Linked DNA regions of Sus scrofa: all the other regions are linked to region 3. Evidence: chromatin contacts called from public promoter capture Hi-C data. All regions are on one chromosome and are shown on one strand. The core of a region is the stretch at or near the end of the contact, and the rest is flanking DNA. Distances in the headings are between cores, read along the strand shown.

What was found. Promoter capture Hi-C pulls out the DNA fragments that hold promoters and counts their contacts.
Region 1: a contact with region 3 is called in a promoter capture Hi-C map of liver, with 6 times the contacts expected there. The contact joins the promoter of CEP295 here to the promoter of CHORDC1 in region 3. A contact is called at or near these places in 1 of 5 promoter capture datasets (liver) and 1 of 47 Hi-C or Micro-C datasets (embryonic fibroblasts).
Region 2: a promoter capture Hi-C map of fetal skeletal muscle shows a contact between it and region 3, with 19 times the contacts expected there. The contact joins the promoter of DEUP1 here to the promoter of CHORDC1 in region 3. A contact is called at or near these places in 1 of 5 promoter capture datasets (fetal skeletal muscle) and 1 of 2 datasets of contacts at active chromatin or transcription factors (alveolar macrophages).

What each region holds. Positions count from the first base shown.
Region 1 is chr9:26,101,742-26,105,119 of Sscrofa11.1, reverse strand. It overlaps CEP295 (centrosomal protein of 295 kDa), which reads right to left and starts at 1,853. Exons shown (of 31, transcript XM_021062639.1): 1 at 1,713-1,853. The coding sequence starts at 1,848. LOC102157509 (a long non-coding RNA gene) reads left to right here and starts at 1,996. Exons shown (of 4, transcript XR_002335587.1): 1 at 1,996-2,339.
Region 2 is chr9:25,686,830-25,690,167 of Sscrofa11.1, reverse strand. It overlaps DEUP1 (deuterosome assembly protein 1), which reads right to left and starts at 1,774. Exons shown (of 16, transcript XM_021062630.1): 1 at 1,432-1,774; 2 at 437-535. SLC36A4 (proton-coupled amino acid transporter 4) reads left to right here and starts at 991. Exons shown (of 11, transcript XM_005667225.3): 1 at 991-1,310. The coding sequence starts at 1,142.
Region 3 is chr9:23,206,431-23,209,856 of Sscrofa11.1, reverse strand. CHORDC1 (cysteine and histidine-rich domain (CHORD) containing 1) reads left to right here and starts at 1,265. Exons shown (of 11, transcript NM_001113446.1): 1 at 1,265-1,328. The coding sequence starts at 1,265.

The sequences.
Region 1 (3,378 bases), core at 604-3,103, 2.9 Mb before region 3:
AGATTAAACCCAAAAAGATTTTATTAGGGCAAATGCCTATTTGAGGGAAAATGGGGACAGAGCTGGTAAAGCTGGGAGCATTTTAGACTTCCTTCTGTGCCCATCTGACACTGAGGGAAGCAGGGAGGGTAAGTTGGGTGGATGCCTTGTAAACTGCTTAGAAGCTTCAACAAGACTTCTGGGGAGTCCTTATGCCAAAATTCCTTGTGTCTCAAGGCAGGAACAAACCTACCTTACTGCTCATGTCGTGCTCAGTTATCAACTAGGAGTGCCCATGGAAAGCATCTATGCAAATGAATTTTAGAATACAGGGGCTGAGAGTCTGTGAATTACATCCTAAAGGCTGCTGAGGATGTTTTGTCTCCTTCGACAACTCTAATCTGAGACAGTTCCACAGTCCTTTTTTTTCCTCCCAAGGTCTTGACACTGTAAGAGCCTTTCAGCCAGTTATTTTGCAGAATGACCCTCAATTTGGATTTGTTTAATCATTTCTTGTGGTTAGAATGAGGTTATGCCTTTTTGGCAAGAACACCACACAAGTGATGAGACAACCCTTCTCAGTGCATGGCACAGATGCTAAATGATGTTAACATCATGTGAATTTTGGTCACTTGATTAAGGTGATATCTACCAGGTTTCTCCACTGTAAATACGACTTTTCCTTTCTGAGCGTCTAGTGAAGAGATAGCTGTGGCTATATAAATATCATGTTCCTCATCATACTTTAAGTTTAATGTCCTATGTCTGAAACAATTCCCGTGGCATTTGTCAAAAGGTATTTTCTAGGTCCATTGTTCCTTCTACACTTATCAATTGGAATCCTGCTGTAAGGAAGAGTTTCCCCCATTCCCTCACTTTGTTATATTTATTTATATCAATATGGATTTTCAAATTATATGTATTGTTACTGATCAATAATGGACGTGATAGTACTTATCTCGTAAGATTTTGTCCTAAGGATTAAATGGCAGCTGGCATTTCGTAGTCATAAATACGAAAATTGGAAGATTTGGGTTCAGGACTCAACACTACCGCTTACAGCAGGAAGACACCTAAGTCACTTTGGTCTTGTTTGTTTAAGCTATACGAGAATCATATCTTCTCCAACAGGTTGTTCTGATGGTTATGTGACCTAATAAACATAAACTGCCAAACACTTTCTAAATATTAAAGATCCGAGTATTCTCCGTTGTTTTAAAACCTCAAGTTTATGACAGGACTTCATATCTGAGAAATTAAGTGTGAGCGACACCGAGAAAGAGCATGCTCTCCGCACGAGGCGATTTGGGGCAGTGCTCTTGGACCGCTACCAGGATCGGGACCACGTCCGCGGGGTGACCTGGGGGCAGGTGAGCAGGACGCACCCAGAAGTATCTGCAGTAGCGATCGCGAAGGCCATCCAAGCCATCCCGACTTGGAAGCTCAGGGACCCCGAGAGACCCGACCCCGGGAGGACGCGCAAAAGGCCCCAGAGCGACCTCTCGTACGAAGCAGACGGGCCTGGGTAGGGACGCGCGTGCCACCTGACCTGGCGCTCCTCGCCGCCGCCTGACCGATCCCAACCCAGCGGCCCGCGGCCCGCCGAGGCCGGAGAGCCGCGGGCCGTGCTGCGTGCGCGGCACCCTCTTCCTCCAAAGCACACTCCCTGCTCCAGGGCCTTGGGGAGCCGTGCACGCCCGGAGCCGCAGGGAAACGGCGCGTCCGTCACTCACCTGGGAAACGCGAGCCGGGACGCTGGAACCGCGGCTCAGGCAGAGAAGGCCCCCGAGGCCAGCACACATCAGCCTCCCCACAGCCGTTTGTGCGCCTGCGGGGCTGCCATCGCCGAGCTTCCGTCACTTCCGTCATTCAAACCGCCCGCCAATGGCGCGGCCGAACGGCGGGAATCCTCCTGGTCCCGCCTCTCCCGGGGGCCGCCGGGACAGCCGCGCAGTAAAGCCTGCTCCCCGGCGCATGCGCACGCGCACTTGCCGTTCTGACGTAGGCCCCATTATTTCTCATACCGCGGCTCGGAAGGTTAGTTCACCTCTGTCTGCAGGCTCAGTTTTACAGGTAGCGAGACAGAGGTCCAGAAAGGGGAAGGTATTTCCCCAGAACCACGAGGGTGACTTTAGTTTTAAGCGCCAACCTGAAGATGCCTTTGAATATGCATCCTTTTGTATGTTACCTACACAGTTCGTGTGGTATTATTTTTCACGCTCCAGTTATTTTTGTGATAACTTTCAACTGGTACAAGTGAACTCTTTATCATGTTGCTTCTAGAGGTCCGACATACCTAGAACGTGTCAAGGATTTATCTGCTGTAAATAACCTCTTAATCAGAAAGGGGAAGAGCGCAGGTTCGTATTGAGCACCTATCATGTTGTGCCAGATACAGTGTGCTTGGTGCAGGGGAGACAAGGGTAAATGGATTATGGCACCTATCCCAGATTTTATTGTCCAGGGTGGTGAAACATATCAGGAATCAAAGGATTAGAAAATGGAGAGAGAGGCAGAGGAAGTCGCTGGTATGAGCTGATACAGCTTCATGTGGAGAAGAGGGCAGAGAAAGTTAAGACTGAAATTGAAGGTAGAGAAGCCAATTAGGATACTCCTACAGAACGTGAAAGATGATCACAATAAAAATAGAGAGATATGGGTCCGTTTAAGAGGCAGGGAGTTCCCGTCATGGCTCAGTGGAAACGAATCTGATTAGTATCCCAAGTTCCATCCCTGGTCTTGCTCAGTGGGTTAAGAATCCCGCATTGCCATAAGCTGTGGAGGTCGCAGATACGGCTCAGATCTGGCATGGCTGTGGTGTCGGCCCGTGGCTACCGCTCTTGATTGGAGCCCTAGCCTGGGAACCTCCATGGGCTGTGGGTGTGGTCCTTAAAAAAAAGAAAAAAAAAAAAAAAAAAAGGGCAAACAGGAGGCCAAGCATCAAGAGTTAGTGGTTACCTGGTTGTGGAAGGCGGAAAAGAGGGAGAAATGAATGGTGATTCCTGAGTTCCTTATTTGGCAACTGAATGGATGAGCATAACATTCTCCTAGAACACACAGAAAGGATCAGGTTAGGGTGGGGAAAATAGTGAGTTAAACTTTGAATGTTTGTAATTTGAGCTATTTCTGGGATACCTTGGCCAAGGGATGAATTTCAGAAATATTTAGAAGGCAGAATTAGAAGTAGTTGACAAAACAATTGCATTTGAGGTTGAAGGAAAAGGGAGAATACAGTTAACCTCACAGCCACTGGCTTGAGGAGCACCGTTAATGGGAGAAATCACCAAGGGAGAAATCAGAAATGGGAGTCTGTTTAGTGGGCAAGGCGATGAGCTCACCTCTGGAAATGTTCGGCTTCATGTGCCTGTGAAACATCCATTGAGGTGAGAGAAGCAGAGG
Region 2 (3,338 bases), core at 525-3,024, 2.5 Mb before region 3:
TCCCCTACATCTTTGTTATGCCTAGGAACCTTTTACATAAAACCTTTGCATGTGTATATGTGTGTAGGTGACTGGCGCTAATCTAAAGAAAAACAAAGGATTTTGGCAAATCACTATTAAATCTACAAAGGATGCAACAGGAGGAAAGATATAGTTCTTATGTAACTGTGTACTTTTAAAATCTCAGTATTTTAAATATTTATCATCGCCATGTAGTTACACCAGTGACCCTAGAATTAGACACCCCCTCCAAAAAAATTATTTTCCTTAGAAGACCCAATGAAATAGAACAGACAAAAAGAAAAAGTCTTGTTTTGTGTTCTGACTTGAAAGAACTATGAGATGGGAAAAAAAAAGAGAAATTGCTAAATTAAAACTTCTCCATTTCTATCCAAAAGCCTGCTTCATCCACTGATGAGTATTAATTGGTACCCACCTGAGGGGCCAGCTTTGCATTGAGAACCCCAACTCTAGTTGCGGATGGAATTCCATCTCTGTCATTTATTACTTAACTCTGTGTGCGTAGCTCCCGCATCTGTAAAATGGACACATACATTAGGATTATCTCACGGGTTTGTCAACTGAATAAAAAGTCAATGCATGTATCGTGCTTAAGAATATCTGATGGAGAATATTTAATCTTAACTTCAATTTCCTTTCAGCACTGCGGTTAACGCCAAGTGTCTTTGAAGGGCACTGAAAAATTCCTAAAGTGAAACTATTTGACTAAATTAAATGCTACTTGAGGTCACCCTATATCTCTAAATAGAGGCACAAAGGGATAACCAAGGAGTAGCCGGAACTCCAACACAGCCTTCTCGGTGCCTTAGAGAATGTTAAAGCCTTACAAATAGATGGGTTCCTCAAAATTAAGTTCGCAGTCATCTGCAAAGCTGTCTCCCCGCCTCCGCCCCCACCGGAGAGCTATAGGCCCGGGTCTCTGTCAGCTCTAAGCGCCCAACCCCAGTTATCTCCAAAACGCCCCTCGTCTCTGGTCACCCTGCCATTCTCCAGACCCGCCTCCGCCCACTCAGGTCTTCCACTCCGAGCTCGGCTCACTGGCAGCGCCCCAGAGCCCAAGGCGGGCCCCGCGCTGGGGCGCCTCCGCCGGGCCGGGCCGGGCCGGGCTGCCCCACTGCGCATGCTCCCCGCCGCGCGGGTGGGGTGCGCGGGGCCGGGGAGGTCTCGGCCTGACGCCGGCCACGCAGCAGCGGGAGCGCGCGCCTCGGGGCGGCGGCGTCCTGGAGACCCCCGAGAGATGGAAGCGGCGGCGCCGGCGGCGGCCGAGGCGGCTGGGCGCGAGGAGCTCGGTGAGTGCTGCGCGCGGGCCGACGTGGCGCGGGGATGCGCGTCCGCGGGATGCACCGAGGCCCTGGGTCCGCGCCCGGCCTGGGCGGGGGAGGCGGGGCGGGCACCCTGGCAGCCGCAGACCTTGCCCCGGGCGTCGGGGATCGCGTTGCTTGTCTCTGGTCGGGGAGGCGCGCACGGTGGTTTGCCTGTTGTTATTGGAGTGGGTCGTGGCTCTTGGGAATGCGGATCTGGCACGGGTTTGAATGTAAAAGTGGCCGGGCAGACGTCCTCGGGACATGTGGGATGAGCTCAGGCGTGGTTGGTGAATGACCTCGGGATCAGCACCTGCATAGGAACCGGTTGTCGGACCAGCAAGCTGGGTCAGGCGGAAAGCCAGGCCCTCCAGAGGGCATCAGAATGAGAAAGAGGGAGAGAGGGAGAGTGAGAAAGAGAGAGGGAGAGAGGGAGAGTGAGAAAGAGAGAGAGAGAGAGACAGAGAGAGAGAGAGAGAGAGAGAGAGAGAGAGAGAGAGAGAGAGAGAGAGAGAGAGTGTGTGTGTGTGTGTGTGTATGTGTGTGTATGTGTGTTGACGGGTGGCGCCGTGCACTGGTGTGTGCGTCAAAGGCAAGCCAGAGCCTGCGCTGTGGCTGCTCGCACTGTGTGGGTTTTTTGTTTGTTTGTTCCCCCCCGCCCCCCTCCCCAGCGATGCTTTAAGGAAGTTGTCGTAGTTTGGATTTTCAACGCGGCAACCCCAGTCCGAGTCCATGGTGAATCCTAAGTTCACCCACTGCCACCCCAGGAGTGGCCAGCGGGACGTGCTGACCAGACTGAGATATGTGTAGCTGACTCACTTGGCAAAGTTTGTTTTCCTGCTTTCCTGTGGCCTCTTGGCGACAGGAAATTTACAAAACCTTGTTGATGGTTTCCCCCTGTCAAAAGGAAAACAGAACTGGGGATGGGGTAATAATAATATTGTTGTTCCCAGTAATATGTGTTGTATTTAGGAATATTTGAATTCTATGCTGAATGATTAACTGATTAAAAGAGGAGTTGAGCTTTAAAAAAATATTATAGTATTTATATAGTATAATATAGTATATATAGTATAGTAGAGAACATAAGTTGACATTCCTGTAATAATGTGCAGGGTACTTGGCAGTTGATTTCTTTCAAGTCACAGTAATGGTAGAAGTGAATAGTAACGTTTTACTGAATGTTTACTGCGTGTTAGGAAGTGTAAGTGCTTTATATATGTTCTGTCTCTTAATCCTCACGACAGTGGGTGAGGTAGGTGGAATTATGATCCCTTTTTTATAGATACAGTAATTTTAAGCTCATTAATGGCCATACTCAGCTATGGACTCAGGTTCATCTGTTTTAAGTTCATTAATAACCCATTTTAGTGAGGATGTGGGGAAATGTGCATTCTCATGAATTGCTGGTAAGAGCAGTATATTATGTTTATCCTTGAAAATGCACATAATCCCTTGGTCCAGCATTTCTATTTTATTTATTTATTTATTTATTTTTATTGTGCAGCTGATTTTTTTTGAAATTGTTATAGTTGATTTACAATGTTCTGCCAATTTCTGCTGTAGAGCAAAGTGACCTAGCCATACATTTATATATACACTCTTTTTTTCATATTATCTTCCATCATGTTCTGTCACAAGTGATTGGATATAGTTCCCTGTGCCATACAGCAGGACCTCATTGCTTATCCATTTTAAAGGTAATAGTTTGCATCTACTAACCCCAAGCTCCCAGTCCATCCTTCTATCTCCTGCTCCCCCTTGACAACCACAAGTCTGTTCTCCATGTCTGTGAGTCTGTTTCTGTTCTATAAATAGGTTCATCTGTGCCATATTTTAGATTCCACATATAAGTGATATCCTATGGTATTTGTCTTTCCCTTTCTGACTTACTTCACTTAGTCTTAGAATCTCCAGTTCCATCCATGTTGCTGCAGACAGCATTATTTTGTTCTTTTTTATGGCTGAGTAGTATTCCATTGTGTATATATACCACATCTTCTTAATCCATTCATC
Region 3 (3,426 bases), core at 16-2,515:
AAGTTTATGTATAATAACGGTGAGATGAAAGGAAGAATGGTTATAGTGCATTTATTCGTGACTATGAAACAAAACAAAAAATGGTCCTTTAAAATAAAGGCGAATACAACACTGTATATATCTACGTTGGGATTACTACGTAAAAATCTAATACTTCAAGTATGGAGCAACCGGATATGTAAAAGTCTTCTTTACTTGGGGGTGAGAGAACTCAGCTCATTGCTCAATAACAGACTTGGGATCCCTAGAAACATTGCATAGCTTTTTTCCCTTCCTAAGAAATACTGACAGTACTGATCGCTATAAGTGTTATCGGGAAGCATCCACTTTTATTTCAAATGCAGCAAGTTTGGTAAATATATACATTGAGGCGAGAGCTGTTTGCGAGTTCCGGTTAGTGTTATCACTATACTTTTTATGATGCAACTTGATACAAATCTTACTAGAGAGTCCAGGATTGGAGAATTAATCATTGAAAACTAATTAAACGGAAGCTAACATGAAAGAGTAACAATTATCCCGGCGTCTTAACGCAATAGTGATCATTTCCAGCATTATCTGATCAACACTTTATTTTCTGATTTTCAAGTGCTTTGTAATTTCAACGTGATTTCCTCTCAATTACTCCGTTATTAAAACTGCTCCCGATGCCTACATTTCTTCAATGCTTCTGGGATCCGGACACTGGAGACACAGGAGATGAGTCCACCATTTGTCTCATCATTTACTAAGCCATCACGTTCCAGGCAGAAGATCAGCAAATACTGCATGACTGCACACTTCTTTCTCAGGCAGCTAAGGAGCTATCGACCGTGCTTTGCTCGTAATTATAATCTGAAAGGTAAGAAGGATGCGCGAGGGGGCTGGGTAGACCCTCTGCAGCGCGAGATACCCTCGGCCAATCAGGAGTGAGGAGACGCGGGGAGAGCGCGTCAGTGCCTCCGATGCCTTCATCTCCATCCTTTAAGGTTTCTCTTCTGCAAACACCCGGGTGCGTCTCTGACTCCAGCAGCCACCCGCTGGAGTCCCACCTAGAGGAGCCCCGGCCTGCGCCCGGCCTGCCGCCGCTGCCGGCACCTCTTTCCATCGCCTCTGCGCCTGCGCGACCGGAAAATTCGCGAAGGTTCCTGAAACGGAACTGGCCGTTTCCGGAAGCCGGCAGCCGCCCCAGCCCGCAGACCGGTGTCTGAGATCGGGGAGTTGGAAAGGCAGCTTCTGGCGGTTCCCCGTGTTTGGGCCTGACCCGTAACGGTGGGAAGAGAAAATGGCCCTGCTGTGCTACAACCGGGGCTGCGGCCAGCGCTTCGACCCCGAGACGAATTCCGACGGTAAGAGAAGCGCGCTGCCGGCCCTCCCTTCCCTCCACCTCTTCCACGGGGACGCCCTTGGGCCCGAGGGCATCTCGGGTCTTCCCGCAAGCTGTGGCTGCGCTGCACCCCGCTCCGGGGCCCTCCCGGGCCGCCCAGCCCGCCTCCCCCCCCCCCCCGAGAGCCCCGGGCGGCTCGGCAGGCGCCCTGGCAGCGGCATCTGAATCCCTCTTTCTGGGGCCGCCGAGCCCACTGCCCCCCTGCCCCCCTCTGCCTCCCGTCCCCACCCCCCCAACCCGCGCACGTGTTTCCCAGAGTCGTCGGCTCGCTAATTCACCTGGCATTTGGAACAGCTTTATCCCTACCCCCCACCTGCGTCTCTTAGCGGAATCCGAGTTAACGAGATGCTACTGGGCTCACTTTGTAATTGAGTGGGTCGAAGGAAGAGGCAAAGAGGACAGAAGCGCGCGCGCGTGTGTGTGTGTGTCGCTGGCGCAGGAGGAGGACAAGAGGACAGAAGCAGGAGGGGGAGAATTGGGCAGCGGTCGGGTTATCCTAGCGTTTAAGTTCGGCCTCGTTATATTAATACAGAAGTTTATTTGTTCGAGATCCGCTGTTGGCACAGTTGACCCACTCGCTGTTTCAGTCTTTTTAAAAAGGTGTTCTTGATGAAGAAAATTATTCGGTATCTTTACGCTGTTAAGTTTTGGTACATCAGCCCAAGCATAGCATTCATCCTTTACTTGGTAGCGGTGTTGGGTATTTTTGCATTGGCCTTCGCATTTTAGTGTTCTGCGGTTTTTCAGGGTTAAGCGATTAAATGTCCTTTACAGGTTCTAGGTATAGAGTAAAGGATGTGAGGATGTAAAGAGAAAGTTAGTGATTCGACTAGATGACTAGAAACTGACCAATGGATTTGACTTTTTGGTGAGTAGGATAAAGAAGTGAGTTAATACCGTGAGTAATGTAGGCAGTGACGCCTTATCAAATTCGATTAGGATTTATTGTATGTCTTCGATATGCTAGACGGTGTTCCGACACTTACCTAGTTCGTTTGGTCTTCACAACAACCCTGTAGAGTGTGCATTGTACTCATTTAATAGAGAAGCATAGTTCAGCATCGGGGCAAATGGTTACTTGTTAGGTAGAAGAATAAAATTGATACTTGAAAAAAATCTTTTCTACCTTCGAAATGCCTGAAATGCTTAAAATGATAAGACCCTTGGCTGGATACATAGGGAAAGGTAGGTCACATTTTTGTGATATTAATACGGAGTTGTTTAGGGGGAAAATTATGAGACTTAACTGGATGAAGAAAAGCCCTTTGGTAGCCTGTGTAAAAAGTAAGTTGCCTTTAGTGTCTGTACATAGTTTGCTTTAATATTGAAAGGGCCGATTGCTACTTTGTTGAGTTGGACAATATGGTTATAGGGTGTTAGGTACCAGCCTAATTCTAAGGGCAGATATAGCCAATTTTTGGAGGTCAGCTCTGAGCATGTGAGATGGTACAGTGCCTAGGAAGGAGGTTAGAGATGGGGGGAGCAAAACTGACAAATATGATTTAGAGGGAAAAAAAAAAAAAGGCTAGAGAGGAAAATGTCCATCTGCTTGTTATTTACCAGTGATTTTCAAATTTGTTTGTATTAGCTGATTGGCCAGGATCTGACTCACTCTTGCTGCCCTTCTGCCAAAACTGTCCATTATGATTATGCTTCTTCCTGTGTCAGACATTTTGCGTTTTATGCCTGACTGTATGTAAATTAGATATTTGGAAATACTTTATCTGTTCCCTACTTTGATTCCCTTCTCAATTTCATATTCCTCTGCATAGCCATCTCTTCTTTGAACCTCTCTTTTCAGCCCTCAGTTCCCCTACTACACTTAATTAACTGTGTCTTTCTAAACTGCGGTTTACTTACTGTACCAAGAAAATACTTAGCAGTTTCTTACGTCACTAGCTAGTGTAGTATTAATGTAGTATCTGGTCCTGAGGGAACCATACAGCTATGGGGAGATTTCTCTGAGTACTAGGAATAATCATTTTAAGGCAGCACCCAGAATCAGACGGTAGACAGTTGAGAGCTAAGCAGACATGAAAGGTTGAACAAAGTAGCCTTAT